3 separate regions of the Mus musculus genome follow, and regions 1 and 3 are each linked to region 2. The links are chromatin contacts, called in public HiChIP or PLAC-seq maps. All regions are on one chromosome and are shown on one strand. Each heading gives the region's core, a stretch centred on a gene start, on an enhancer-like site or on the middle of the called end of the contact. The rest is flanking DNA. Distances are from core to core; before and after follow the strand shown. Region 1 overlaps Basp1 (brain abundant, membrane attached signal protein 1). Region 2 has its middle 22 kb from the start of 4930445E18Rik. Region 3 overlaps Basp1 (brain abundant, membrane attached signal protein 1).

The links. HiChIP or PLAC-seq counts read pairs in DNA pulled down with a chosen protein or histone mark.
Region 1: an H3K27ac HiChIP or PLAC-seq map of trophoblast stem cells shows a contact between it and region 2, with 28 read pairs. The contact joins two enhancer-like sites. A contact is called at or near these places in 2 of 39 promoter capture datasets (neutrophils and trophoblast stem cells), 15 of 484 Hi-C or Micro-C datasets (the AML12 cell line, the C2C12 cell line, Th2 cells and 10 more) and 4 of 115 datasets of contacts at active chromatin or transcription factors (bone marrow-derived dendritic cells, fibro-adipogenic progenitors, microglia and 1 more).
Region 3: an H3K27ac HiChIP or PLAC-seq map of trophoblast stem cells shows a contact between it and region 2, with 27 read pairs. The contact joins two enhancer-like sites. A contact is called at or near these places in 6 of 484 Hi-C or Micro-C datasets (Th1 cells, bone marrow-derived dendritic cells, bone marrow-derived macrophages and 3 more) and 4 of 115 datasets of contacts at active chromatin or transcription factors (embryonic stem cells, microglia, pancreatic cancer cells and 1 more).

The regions. Positions count from the first base shown.
Region 1 is chr15:25,394,016-25,398,423 of GRCm38.p6, forward strand. The region is part of intron 1 of Basp1 (brain abundant, membrane attached signal protein 1); the gene reads right to left. Among named protein-coding and RNA genes, the nearest start is that of Basp1, 18 kb to the right of the region's middle. Within about 2 kb of position 2,431, at least 59 of the 459 cell types and tissues checked have an H3K27ac peak or open chromatin away from gene starts, as enhancers often do. A contact at or near this core is called in the AML12 cell line, the C2C12 cell line, pancreatic cancer cells and 1 more, where this site is marked.
Region 2 is chr15:25,268,148-25,272,772 of GRCm38.p6, forward strand. No RefSeq gene overlaps it. Among named protein-coding and RNA genes, the nearest start is that of 4930445E18Rik, 22 kb to the right of the region's middle. Within about 2 kb of position 1,669, at least 154 of the 459 cell types and tissues checked have an H3K27ac peak or open chromatin away from gene starts, as enhancers often do. A contact at or near this core is called in the AML12 cell line, the C2C12 cell line, microglia and 2 more, where this site is marked.
Region 3 is chr15:25,373,971-25,378,595 of GRCm38.p6, forward strand. The region is part of intron 1 of Basp1 (brain abundant, membrane attached signal protein 1); the gene reads right to left. Among named protein-coding and RNA genes, the nearest start is that of Basp1, 37 kb to the right of the region's middle. Within about 2 kb of position 3,266, at least 39 of the 459 cell types and tissues checked have an H3K27ac peak or open chromatin away from gene starts, as enhancers often do. A contact at or near this core is called in microglia, pancreatic cancer cells and trophoblast stem cells, where this site is marked.

The DNA.
Region 1 (4,408 bases), core at 1,181-3,680, 130 kb after region 2:
AAACAGTGCTTACTACTACCAAAACTATTCTAGACAGGAAGCAAACATCCCCCTTCTACTGTATTAACACTTCCTTGATGGCTGTTTCCAGGGAAGAGGGCTTGCGTCAGCATAAATTAACAGATCTGGAATCCAAACCAAGGGTCTTTTATTATTTTTTACTAGTACACGCTAATCGTAGAGAATGATGGATTTCCTGTGACATACACATGCATGTCACATGTTCTAATCATGCTCACAGCTGCCCATCATTTCCTTTCCACACCCCCTTCCCTCCCCACAACACATCAAGGGTCTTATTAGACTAACTCAAGTGTGTCTTGTCAACTGTGAGAGGATATTATCAAATGGACATATTCCACCCGTACCAGAATTCCTGAGTGACCAACAGGCTCAGCCTCACTTCTACTCTCAGGCAAAGGAGAACAGAAGTGAAATGTAATACTAGAAACCTGCTGGGTGTGGTGGCGCACACCTTTAATCCCAGCACTTGGGAGGCAGAGGAAGGTGGATTTCTGAGTTCAAGGCCAGCCTGGTCTATCGAGTGAGTTCCAGGACAGCCAGGGCTATACAGAGAAACCCTGTCTCAAAAAACAAAACAAAACAAAACAAAACAAAACAAAACAAAAACACCTAGAAACCTTTGTACAAGTCCCAAAGTCATTTTTGCAGCACGTACTGAGCACGGGATCCATGACTACCATGAGACCCAGAGCCTTTGCTGCCTGGACTAATAGTGACCATTTCAGAGCATGAAGTGTACACCTTTAATTCCCACTACTCTGGAGGCAGAGGCAGGAGGATTTCGGTGAGTTCCAAGGTAGGCTGGTCTACATAATGACTTCCAGGCTAGCTAGGGCTACAGAGTGAGACACTGTCTCTAAATAAACAAACAAACAAACAAACAAATAAAATAAAATAAAATAAAATAAAATACATACATACATAAATACTTTAAACATGCCCTCAATTTGTTGACCTTACAAACTATTTCCTACAGTAAATGAGAGGACTTTCCTCCTATGCCATACCTTCATTCAGAAAGTGCTGGAGGTGGTAGGTAATATTTAGACATGTGTTGATTGACTATTCAGATAAGGAAGAGTTTTGTGGACTTACTCTTCAGTCATACATCCTGCCAGGTGAAGAAAGCTAAGTAGCCTTACGGGGCTTAGAATGAGTGCTCGACCAATTTTCTTCTGCCTTACACATTCATTATTGAGCTGGGAAGTCCCTATTTGGAAAGACAAGGCAGCATTGCTGGAGATAAGCAAGGTTAAACAGAAAGTAGGCATGGAAAGAATTCTGCACCGTCTATGAAAACTCATGAAGTCCTATCAGTAATTAAACATAATTCACAAGGAGTCACACTGTAGCAGTTACACACCTTACATATTTATCAGAAATTACGTCCAGGTCACAGTGCTGAGGAGGAGGAGGACACCCTAGAATAGATGGCAGGAACGAGGGGGAAGAAAGTCTTGATCTCAGATTGCAACCAACTCTAGCAAAACTTTTGATATTCCACTGAAGGGACTTGGGGGCCAGACAAACATTTTTGATAAACAGCCAGCTCTCCTGGGTTCCATGGGGCTTCTGAGTGTAAGTTTCAAAACAGACTATTAAAAGCCTTGTCCTAAAGCTGAGCTGAGTCCCTATTAACACACTTAACTACAGGTTTCATCAAATAGGCATCCAATTATTGCCAAGATAAACATCGGTAGGTGTTAGTTGAAAGAGAGAGGGAGGGAGGCCCGAGGGTCTTCCGATTCTTTGAAGTTTTATTTTGATGAAATAAAAACTCAAGAGAGCCAGCCATAAAGATGAGCTGGGGTAGAAACAGAGACCACTTTTACCTGCAGGAGAGCTTGGCGACAGTGGGGAGAACCAAGGGACTGTGAGATTTAAAGAAAACTCGGTGCCACTCTGAAAAAGGAAAACAACTAAGATAGACTACTCCCTACCCTCACACCCCCAAAAAGGCGCCAAGACAATGGGCAGGCATTGTTCGCAAAAAAAAAAAAAAAAAAAAAAAAAAAAACCGCCTTGAGTCGAAACACACGTGAGGTGTCATGGGGGCTGCCAACTGACAGGCCATTAGATCACTCATAGAAGAATACTCAAGGGAGAAATCTCCAGAGTTAAGGAACGCCCATGTGTTTTCTGTCTCAATATGGCTTAGGGACACTAAACTATAAACATTCCCTGTCAGGAGACAGTCACACAGAAGAACCAGGCCACAGGCCCTCATGTCTAGAGTCTCCAGCTGTAAACTTGGGCAGCCTCCCTTCTAAGAGTGGAAATCTCTAAATCATCCTTGCTAAGAACAGACCCTCAGTCTGTGCCTTGGTTCAGAAAAGTATCCCAGTGACCTCAGAGGGAGTTCTCTGCCCAAGCTAGACGCGTTCATCAGTTTTCCTCATTCCATCTCCACAAGGAATTCTTGGTGGATGACCACACTGTGGGCTGGAAGATCCCATTAGGGAGGATGCAAGGTATACTGAAACATTCCAGCTTTTTTAAATTCCAGAAGAATTACACAGTAGCACAAGCAGATTCTCTTGAGACAAAGAACTGTGGTTTATTTCAATCAAGATGGCCTAGTAAGAAAAAGGATGAGGTTGTACTCACTACATTTGAACTATCAGAGAGTCTCAAATATGAGAGTCATTAGATGAATCTTTCATTCCTATTGCTAACCTGCTTCTCTTTTCTTGTTTGTTGTTTGTTTAGCCCATAATGACATAAAAGCTTAGCTTTTAAGACGTGCTCTCAGGACATACTAGCCATGTGACTATTTAGCCCTAATTTCCACTTATCAGTCTGGAAACAAACACCTGTCCGTGCCCCACCAGTATAAATAAAAAAATAATAATAAATTGGTTTTCCTTTTCTTCAGACAAGAAAACAAAATTGTCTCAAAGGTGAATGTGTCAGTTCACATCCAACAACTACACTGGGCCATGCACTATTGAAGTTCTAGGGAAGCAAAACTCGGGAAGATAGGGTTTCACCTTCAGGAGTTTCCCTGCAAGTCCATCAATCATCCAGACGAAGTGACAGGAAATAAAAAAACAAAACAAAACAAAACAAAAAATGGCAGAGCATAAGGTGAAGGCTGGACTACCGCAGTGAGAGCTGGCTTGCTAACATCTTACAAGTTTGATGAGAAACTTAAAAAAAAAAAAATCCTGTAGCTAAGAGTATAATCTGAAACTATTTAGAAGTCTAATGAAACCTCCACTTTAGGGCAGAAATCGTACCCACATCTGTCTAGACACAGAAGTACACTTCTTATGGAGAACATTTATGGGGAAATAATCTGATGTCAACACTAGTCTTGAAACTTACAGTGAAGTGTTCAAGTCAGAGTTTATCCAAATAAAATGTGTTCCTTGTATAGATGCCCTCCATCCTAACAGGTCAGAGTCCTTGCCACAGGCTCTGACTCACCCCAGCCAGTAAACCTTTGTCTAGAACAAAGAACAAATGCCATCCATTTCCTAGATACAGTAACAACTCTTCTAAGAAGAAAGACTTGCGAGACCTTCCAAACTACTGGGAGCTTTCCTTAAAATTTTGAAGGTTGGCACATCAAGTCTCCACAGAATTAGGCGCATCCTCTCCCACTGAGACCAAGGGGATACCCGGGCGGGGGTGGGGGGCACCCTCTCAGGGAAGAAGGGACATTTAAGGACACTCCTGACAGCCTCAAGCATCCACTGCCCATACACAAAGCACACTCTTACTGTGTGTTGACATCAGCTCCTCTCGGAAGGCTTTTCCTTCTATATCTAATCTCCCAAAGGCTTGGGTTTTGATAGAAACTTAAGATACTTAAGTGTCTTTTGTTTCTCATGATTAAGACCTTGGAATTGAATTAAAACAATCCAGAATTCCTCGCACATTGTCGGAAAGTGCTCTTTAGGCTAAACTCTTTCAATAATAGATAATTGAACTTGGACTACCTCACGTGCTTAAGATCTACAGATAGGCAGTAACGAAAGAGGAAGGGCTAAACCAATGACTGACAGAAGCTGACTTCATGCCTATTCTAAGGGTGGGATCCAGTGAATCTATTGGCTGATACTTATTGCTCTGTAATTACAGGTCTGCATGCTTGCCTGTACGTTCCGGAAAAAAAAAAAAGATAAGTCCTGTCTCCCAGCTCCATCAACAAATAAAAATGACTTCCATTATATTTTACTGTTGTTTGCATTTTCTCAGCTTGAAATTAAATGAGTACAGACCATGTCTTCATTATAGGTTTCCAGGGAGGATTTTGAAAACACGTGAGCCTCTGTTACAAATGCTATTCACCTTTTAATACTAAAAAGGAATTCATTAAAAAAATAAAGCTTGCAAATTTTAGCAACACACACACATATATATATGTATATATATATAT
Region 2 (4,625 bases), core at 419-2,918:
GACCCCTATGAAAAGGTCATTTGACCCCCTACAGGGTCACAACCCATAGGTTGAGAACCATTGGTTTAGGGGATTCCTTACCCCCCCCCCCACCCTGAGGCTTTGGGCCTTGTTTTAAATTACAAGGAGGGACTGGACAGATGGCTCAGTGGTTAAAAACACTGACTGCTCTTCCAGAGGTCCTGAGTTCAATTCCTAGCAACCACGTAGTGGCTCACAACAATCTGTAATGGGATCTGATGCCCTCTTCTGGTGTGTCTGAAGACAGCTACAGTGTACTCATATACATACAATAAATAAATCTTTAAAAAAGAAAACTTACAAGGAATAACTCTTTGAATAGCATGGGACTCCTGGTCTGAGTCTCCACTTAACCCCTCCAAAAACTACCATATCTGGCCTCTAAAACCACTTGGCTGCTACTTCCTCTTCAACAATTACTGCTTGAGCCATGACCTCTGACCTCTGTGACTCACTGGAACAGGTGACCCTGACTCATGGACCTGAAAAACTCCCATTCCTCACCGTCAACAGGAACACAGGAACACTTTGGTGCAAATGGTCCCAAGGGCATGTCATGGCCCAAATCTCTCAATCTCTCTCGATGTCCTACTTGGTTACAAGAAGGCAGGCCTTTGTTTTTTCCTCCCAAAGGCCCAGGACAGTGTGGACAATTCTTAACATGTCTTAACTCTCCCTTGCTCAGACAAAGTCAGAAGATGCTCTTAAAAAAAAACAAAAAAACAAAAACAAAAACAAAAAAATCTACTTTAACTCTTTCAGAAATAAACTAGAAAAAAAACCTCATCTTTCTTCTTCTACAACTTATTGCAAAATCTACAAAGAAATTCCTACTGAATTATCTGTTTTCTCACCAAATGTCTCCTCCCTTACTGCCTGAGGCCCACTGGGCTGCCATGGGAATCACTTTTGACTTTCTCCCTAAGGTTAGATTGTAAAAGCTCACACAAGCAAGTCAACAAGTGTCAGGAAACAAACCAAACATACCCTCTGAGTCTAGGCACTAACTCCTTTTTCCTTTACATGTTCACTGTGTCAATGTTTGCCTGTCACTTCACCTTTTAGACCATCCCAGGCATGTGTGCGCCTTGGAACCCTGTCCTTTCAAAGAGTGAAGGCAAACAAAGGATGTCGGGAGTCTCCAGGGTGACTTCAACCCAGTCTCTGAGCAAGGGCTTTCTTCCCTTCCAACTGACCTTCCTCCCTCTTCAAACTCAACTGCTGGGTATCTGGAATTTCTCCCTCAGGGGTGGAGGTCAGAGCTGTGGCGTCAGAGAACCCAGACCCCTTGGCCTACTAAGCCTTGTCAGTGACTATTAGTATAAACGCAGGTAGGGAGGCAGCTGCTCTGCCAGCTGGTGAGGAGACATAGCAGACTTCTGCCCTCCCACCCCTGAGGATCCCTTAATGAAGTACTAGCTCACTACAGACTTCAAGCAGCACCTCAGGGAACGTGGGAACGGAGCAGGGGATTGCTTGTCAATAGTGCATGAGCACAGAAAGCCCTAGAAATACGTGCTTAAGGGCGACTTGCAGCACGCGGGGGGGGGGGGGGGGGATGAGTCACTCAGTGACACAGATCAGATAAAATAGCTGTCTTAAAGTCTGCTTTCAGCTGAGGGGGAAAAAAAAAACCATTCCACAAACTGTCTTTTACTTCCGCCTTCTGGGTAGACTTTCTGCTGAGAGATGTCGAAACAGGAAGAGTAGCCAGATCTTTTCACAGCTTTTCCTATAAATAAATAAGTGAGGTAAGAGAACGGGGTGATGATGTAGCTCAGCGGTAGAGTGCTAGGGCAAGGCCACACACACACACACACACACACACACACACACACACACACACGAGAAAAAGGAGGCAGGAAAGTTTCGTTTGTGTACCTGTGTGTGTAAGCACACATGCGTGTATTTGCGTTTGTGTAGGCAAGGTTTGTAAATACACATGGGGCATACCTGTGGGAGTTCTGTATGTAAGCATGAACTGTTGTATAAGGTCATATTTATTTTTAATACTTTTGTTCAGTAGGTGATCACTCCAAAGCAATGGCTCATTTCTCTATGAAATAAATGCAGCTCTTTCATCTCAACGGTGAGGTCTAACACAACCTCTAAACTTTCCCATACTCCAAGAAATAATCAGCTCAGATACGACTTTCACAGACCACGGGGCTTAACGCTTTCAGCCTTGACGTTATCTGAGACATCCCAAGTACTGTAAACTCCCCATTCCATTTAGCAACATGTGCAGGCATAATCCTGATGTTTCTTATTGGCTAATAACCATAATTCTGCACACTGCTTCTCACGCTGAAGTAACGTAAGCCAAAACATGCTGAGTCCCAGACGTCTACACATGCACGACACTCCAATTTTTGTGTGCCTAGAGACACATCAGCAACTCCTCCTCATCGCACGACAGTCTTGAGCAGCCTGCGTCCGTTGTGATTTGCAGACATTCAGTCAGTGCTCCGGTGCTGGGCTCCACTAGCTGGGCTGTGTCTGCTGTATTTTGACTTATTTGATACTGTTTCTTTCCTCTCCTCTGAGCAGCTTTCTGGAATCTCCTGGGGCCTCTGCTCTTGGGCTGGATCTGGCTGGTACCACTGCTTCTGCCCCGAGAAGTGGCGCTTGCTGGACTTTGAGGTGTTTAGATCTCCAAGGATTTACCTGCTCTGCGGTTTTATTTGGGATTGCTTTTTTTTCAACCTGGTTTATGTTCTTTTGGTGTTCGTTTTGTTTTTCTCCCAGGTACTCTCAACTTAAGGCTTGGAAACTCGTTTAGGACTAGGATATGGCTTTAATTCAGCTAATGTGCTAAGTGCTACTCAGTCTCACAGTGGGACATCTGCAGAATGTCCCCTAAAAATACACTGTTGCCGGGCGTGGTGACCCACGCCTTTAATCCCAGCACTCGGGAGGCAGGGGCAGGTGGATTTCTGAGTTCGAGGCCAGCCTGGTCTACAAAGTGAGTTCCAGGACAGCCAGAGCTACACAGAGAAACCCTGTCTCAAAAAGAAAAAAAAAAAAAAAACCCCACTGTTAATGACATAAAATCGGCATTTCTGAGGACAATTAAGAATGTTTGCTTTCAAATGAAAAAAAATCTAGCATGAACATGAACCATGCTTCATCAGAATCTGTGCCGTAGAACCTGAAAGCTACATCCAGTCTCCTTCCTGGTAGCCCTCAGTAAAATAGTCATGCGCACAAGTCTCCCCCTTACTATACGTGCTCGGGCCAATGCACTGCTCCCTTCTCTATTTCTTCCTGCAGTTCACCTACTAAAACCTCAAGTCTTCAAAAGGGTGTTGGACCAGTGTAGTGAAAAATACACGGATGTGATGAGGTTGAACTTGCCTGCTTAAGTATGCAAACTACCATCCAGCCGAGAGTTGGCTGTAATCACATTTGAATTAACCTTCCTAGGGACACTCAAGCGTACACAGTCAGCTGGACTTCTCTAGGATCTTACCACACACGTGTCAGATGCTGAACGCTGCTGGAGAAATGCTAGCAAGCAACAAAACCTTTCAAAAATCCCTTTTCTTCCTTTACTAAATGCTGTTGCTGTGTTTTTCTATCTCACTCTGCAGACTCAAACTTAATAAATTTCTTCAGGGAAACTAAGCATATTCTGGCCCCACAATGAATTAAGAGGCTCTTACCAAAGGCCATTAGAAGCCAGATAGAGCTGTATCCACAGCCTCACCTCCTGGCTCAGCGGTGGTCCACAGTTGATGCAGCTCCGGAGGTAAGGGAATGGCATAGGCTTGACTCAGATGGCAAAAGCACTCAACTGCAAAGAAAGACCAGCTCCATGTCCCTCCACCCCGGGAAGTAATGACATTTTATCAGAAAGGGAAACTCAATTTCTGTCACTCCTGACTAAATCTGAAGGTGAAGGGATATGACTCAATCATTAGAGACCAGTCAAGAGTTTGACTCCCCAAACCAGCAATGACTAAGGCCACAGTGGTGTCATACGTTAAAAAAATAATAGTAAAAGGTCAAGCCTGGGGGAGGCACTACACTTTTTTTTTTTTAATCTATATGAGTATACTGCCACTGTCTTCAGACACACCAGAAGAGGGCGTCAGATGCTATTACAGGTGGTTGTGAGCCACTATGTTGTTGCTGGGAGTTGAACTCAAGACCTCGGGAAGAGTAGTCAGTGCTCTTAACCACCGCTGAGCCACCTCTCCAGCCCTGTACTATACTTCAAAATAGGACTCAATCCTATGTAATCCACACTGTGGGATGTTCTAAATGACTTAGTAAAACTGTCGGGAGGCGAACGACTCACTGTAAACGAGAAACTGCAGATTCCTTCTGTAGCCCATAAACAAACAAGCCCTCTGCTAAAGGGGACTTCGGGCCACAAAAGTTGGTTGCTCAAACTAACTTCAAACCTGCTTTGCTGGTTTCTTACTGATGCCATCACAAAATACCTAGACTGTAAACACCAGAAACATAGCCTTCCACACCCCAGACGTTTGAAGTCCAAGAGTAAGGTGTTGTCCAAGTGGTCCCTCTGAGTTGGCCCTGTGACATAACATTCTTCTGACCTACTTATCTTCCTTGGCATGAGAAAGCATCAGTCTTAT
Region 3 (4,625 bases), core at 2,016-4,515, 110 kb after region 2:
TTTATTCCAAAAGAGAGAAACGAGGTAAAGACAATGTAGCCTTTGTGTCTGGGGGATTCTTAGCAGTACGTGTTCCCACACAGTGATTTGCTGTCAAGTTTCTTCAATGCCTGATGAGAATCTCCATTATTAAACTTACTGTTTGTCACTGTCTGGTTCAGTCAAAGCTTTTATTCAGCAATTCTAACATCACTACCATTTCGGGATGGCAATGTTCTCCATGGAGAGAGAACCGCATTAAGAGTTGTCAACCCAGCTTAAGTTCCCAAGGCAAAGTTTTAAAATATCATGAGTAAAAACTGAGAGAACGCATTTTTTTAAGACAATATTTTCCCTTGTTACAATAAAATGGGCTCAGTATTATGAAAACATATTGGAAGGGATTATTCGAAAGGGAGAGAGGGAGGGAGGGAGGGAGGGAGGGAGGGAGGGAGGGAGGGAGGGAAGAAGGGGTAGAAGAAAGAAAAAGGCAAAAGGTATATCCCCACATGCAAATGCATACACTCACTCTCCTATGACCCAAATTTTCTGAACAGTTGACTAAGATGAATTTTGTCTTCAAAAGTTCAGTAATGTACAAGAACACAGAAAGCTTTTCCAGCACAAAGAAAGAACAGTGGATCTTGAGTGACCTCCCTGTTCTAACTCACCCATCCCAGGCCAGTCCTACAGAAGCATACTCAGAGTATATCTCTAGGGATGAGACAGAGAGACGGAGACGGAGACAGAGACAGAGACAGAGAGAGAGAGACAGAGAGAGAGAGAGAGAGAGAGAGAGAGAGAACAGCATGAAGAGGAACCTGGGGGAATCAGTATGATCAAAATTCATTTAGAAATATATAAAATAAAGAGTGGAGGCAGAGCTTTATTTGAAGCACGTGAGTCTGAAACCTGATGAACAGTAAGCAGAAGGGAATGGATACAGCCTAGGGAGACAATGCATATAAACACCATAAGAGTGAAAAATGAGATGACCATTGAGGTCAAAAGAGCAAGGAATGTTTATTGACTAAGTAGAAACATCAAAATTACTTACATACATGACTTAGTCTCCCTAAGATAATTTTAATGGTTGATCTCTATGTACATTGACATACTATCCTACAAGGAAGAAATTATTACTAGTCCCCTCCTTCCCATGAGAAAACTGGGGATTATAGGAGGTTAATAACTCACCCTCAGCCAGCAAACAACTAATGGTGTGTAAAGTCACAACGTGGCTCCCCAGTGCAGCTCCTTAACCAAAGGAAAAGCATCCTGGAGGGATAGGGCAAGTACCCTTGAAGGATAAGTAAGCTTTCAACTGGAAAATCATGAGAAAATGCAAGGTGTTAGCATCCCTGGGAACAAACAGGAAGTGCTCCTTGAAAACTATCAGAAAATCCTTTGAAATCCATTCATGAAATAGCCAAGGACAGATTTTTCCCAGGAAAGGGAAACTATGGACCAGAAAGATACAAGTTGCCCAATGAAAAAAATATCTAGGTTGCCACAGTGTCTTAGAAAAATAAGGCATAGATAGCTTGAACAAGACAAGAACAGATTATTCAATTTGACCAGGGTAGGGATCTGTAGTCTCCTGCCTCTTCCATGACCTTGCTACTGGAAGGGAAATGCTTGCCTCTTGGGAAGGCCCAAATAATATCTGAGCTGCTTGTAAGGACCTCTCCTCAGTCAACACCAAGAGTCTGGGCAGAGTGATTCCAGGAATCCTGAGTATTGCCAAGGCTGATTTCTGTATTGCAACAGAAATTTGGAGGGAATGAAAATATGCACAAGAATGTGGGATGAGGTAAAGAACAAAGAAACTTGAGCGGGAAGATGAAAAGATATTCATGGAAGAAGGTTCTAGAAGAGTCAAGATGTGCGTCTAAACTAAGCTTGTTAAAACAGACTTGCTCTTCAGAAGAGGAAGAGAAGGCTTCTTAGTTCTCTAAGGGTTGTTTCCCTGCTCAGCACTGCTCTCTTCCAGATGAGAGTGGTGAGATATGAACTATTCCAAGCAAAAGGCTTCTCCATCAGGTCTTTGAATAGTACTGTTGGCTCATAAGTCAACAGAGACAGACAGAGAGATAGAGAGACAGAGAGAGACCAGCATGCACGCAGAGGAACCTGGGGAAATCAGTATAATCAAAATTCATTCTAGAAATACACACTCCTCAGAGTGGGGAAGGAGCTTTATTTGAAGCACATGAGTCTAAAACCTGGAAGACAGTAAGTAGTAAGCCATCAGTGTTTCAGGTTTCCATTTGGCCAGTCGTCTATCCTCTTTGGCTCCATCACACTCCACACAGAATTTATGTACCAGATGAAAGTCTGTACAACTGACCTAGTGACCGACCGTTACACTTGGGGAGGTCTTATTGTGACACAGTGGCCTACGTAGCTGTAAACAGACTCTTGGCATCCCCCCCTGGTTTCATGAGCTTCCAAGATACAGAGGCACCAAGCAAGGATTGATTTATATATTCTCAACTAGGACCAAAAGGGCCTTATTCATTCGAACCCCTATTCTCCTTTATTACAAAACCTGATTCGGGCCTAGACAAACTTCCTCTGTAGTCATTTGTCATCTGATTGCTCAGTCCCTTTATATTCTGTTATACTGTGTTGAAAGTTTTAGCAGTCAAATGGAGCTGAGTAATGACCTAAAGCTTTCTTTCAATATTTATTCAAATATATCTGATGTCTGTAGAACAAAGGTTTTGTTTTGTGTTTGTTCTATGATAGTTACTGTTCAATGGGAGCTTGATAAATATTATAAAGTCACTGTACATAGGAACATGAAACTCTGGCTATAAAATTCCAAGATGAATAGAATCAATACAACGATATTTACCGACTAGATTCTCTAAATCCTTCTTTCCCATAGCGGTAGAAAAAAAGAAATAAGTGTGCTAAGCTACACTTGAGATTTCCATTCCAGTAAATGAAACATGACTAAGTCCCTTGGCAGCAAACTGTCACCATGATCCATGGTGACATTAACAATAAGCATACAGACATCCTACAGACTATGATGTCATGATTTCCCCACTCTAAGTAACTGTGCGCACAATAGACAGGTCAGTTTTCAGACTGCACCTCCTCTAACTGATCCTACAAGGCTTCACCCATAAAAGCCTGAGCTGGTTACTGTGCTGTTGCTATGAACCTGACAGGTGAGGCTTCTCTTGGAATGCAAAGGTTGCCTGGCTGCAGACACTGTGCAGAGCCCCTGGTAATACATCCTGCCACAGGCGGCAAGCACTCATGAATTATGCATTTTCATCCACAGTGGGATTTGCTTTTAGAGTCCATCGTGGCCTCTCCTTGTTATTTATTTGCACTTAACAGGTGGCCCTTTCAAAAGCACTGGCAGCAGCATCCTCACACAGGATTCTCCATGAATCACCTGCGTTTTCCCGTCAATACGGTAAGCGAACCGCAACCAACTACCTCAGGAAATGGTAGCTGCTGAGATCGATTCTGAACCATATTTCCCTTCCAAAGACTCGGGAAAGCAATAACCCGTCTATTACCACAACTAATTTAGAACTCTTAACGAGAATCCAAAATAAAGTACGGGGGAAAATAACTGATGGCAGCTGAGGTATTTTTGCTGTTTATTAGTGGACCAGACAGGGCGAGATGGGCTTCAAGCCATGATAGTTTCTCTTCCTTGTAGCTGCCCGACAAAGAAAGAAGGTCCGCAGACACTAGGAATAGCTACAACTTATTTCCAGTTATGCCTAACCCCAAATATAAACAGATGAGTCACACATTTTATGACTGCCTAAACTTGCACTAGTTTTTTTATTTTAATGTATTCTTTTTTTTTCTCCAATCAACAAGTATAGTATGTCCAGTCTTAAAACCACTTTTCTAGTTTTAATCACTGTCACAAAAAAAAACCCAAAAAACAAAAAACAACCCAGAACATTCTAGAACATTCTAGAATCCTTTATACCCATCCTTAATCAGCTAAACAAAGAATGTGCTTTTCCTTGATGTCTTGCTTAACACAAAGAAGTGCTCAATGAACATTTCCTATGTTAAATAAGGAATTAAAAGTCACTAGGCAAATAGTACATAGTAGTTCTACATTTAGGAGACTGCAAAGACAACACAGAGCAACATCAGTGCCCTGGTCACTGGGGTCCTCCCGATGCCGCCCCAGGATTTCTCCCTCAGAGAGCCCATTCTCCTCCAGTTTCACCTTCTTCATGTCTTCAAGCTACCGAATGAGACACCACTCAAGGAAGAAATGTTCCAGTGTCCTGTGAGATTTCACCCAAGAAATCCCAAGGGAGATCCTTTGGGCCCGAGCACAGCACATATTAGACACCCAGTACCACTTTCTGAGTGGGAATGGATTCTAACCTGAGTTCAGTGTAACTCAGAGCATCCCCTTCGAACTCTCTTGCTTTGCTAACCACTTCATCAACAGGAAGCATCCGACAATGCTGAGACTGAGCTATGTATCACAATCACTGAAGAGCTTGTAAAATCAAAGGCAGGTGGTGGCGTCACAGGGACTTCACAGGAGATTAACTGGATGGCCTGGACTAGCTCCTAAGAATCTATTTCTTCTTCATCAGTCTACCACATACAAACCTAGCACACGGTCAAGGGTACACACTGAA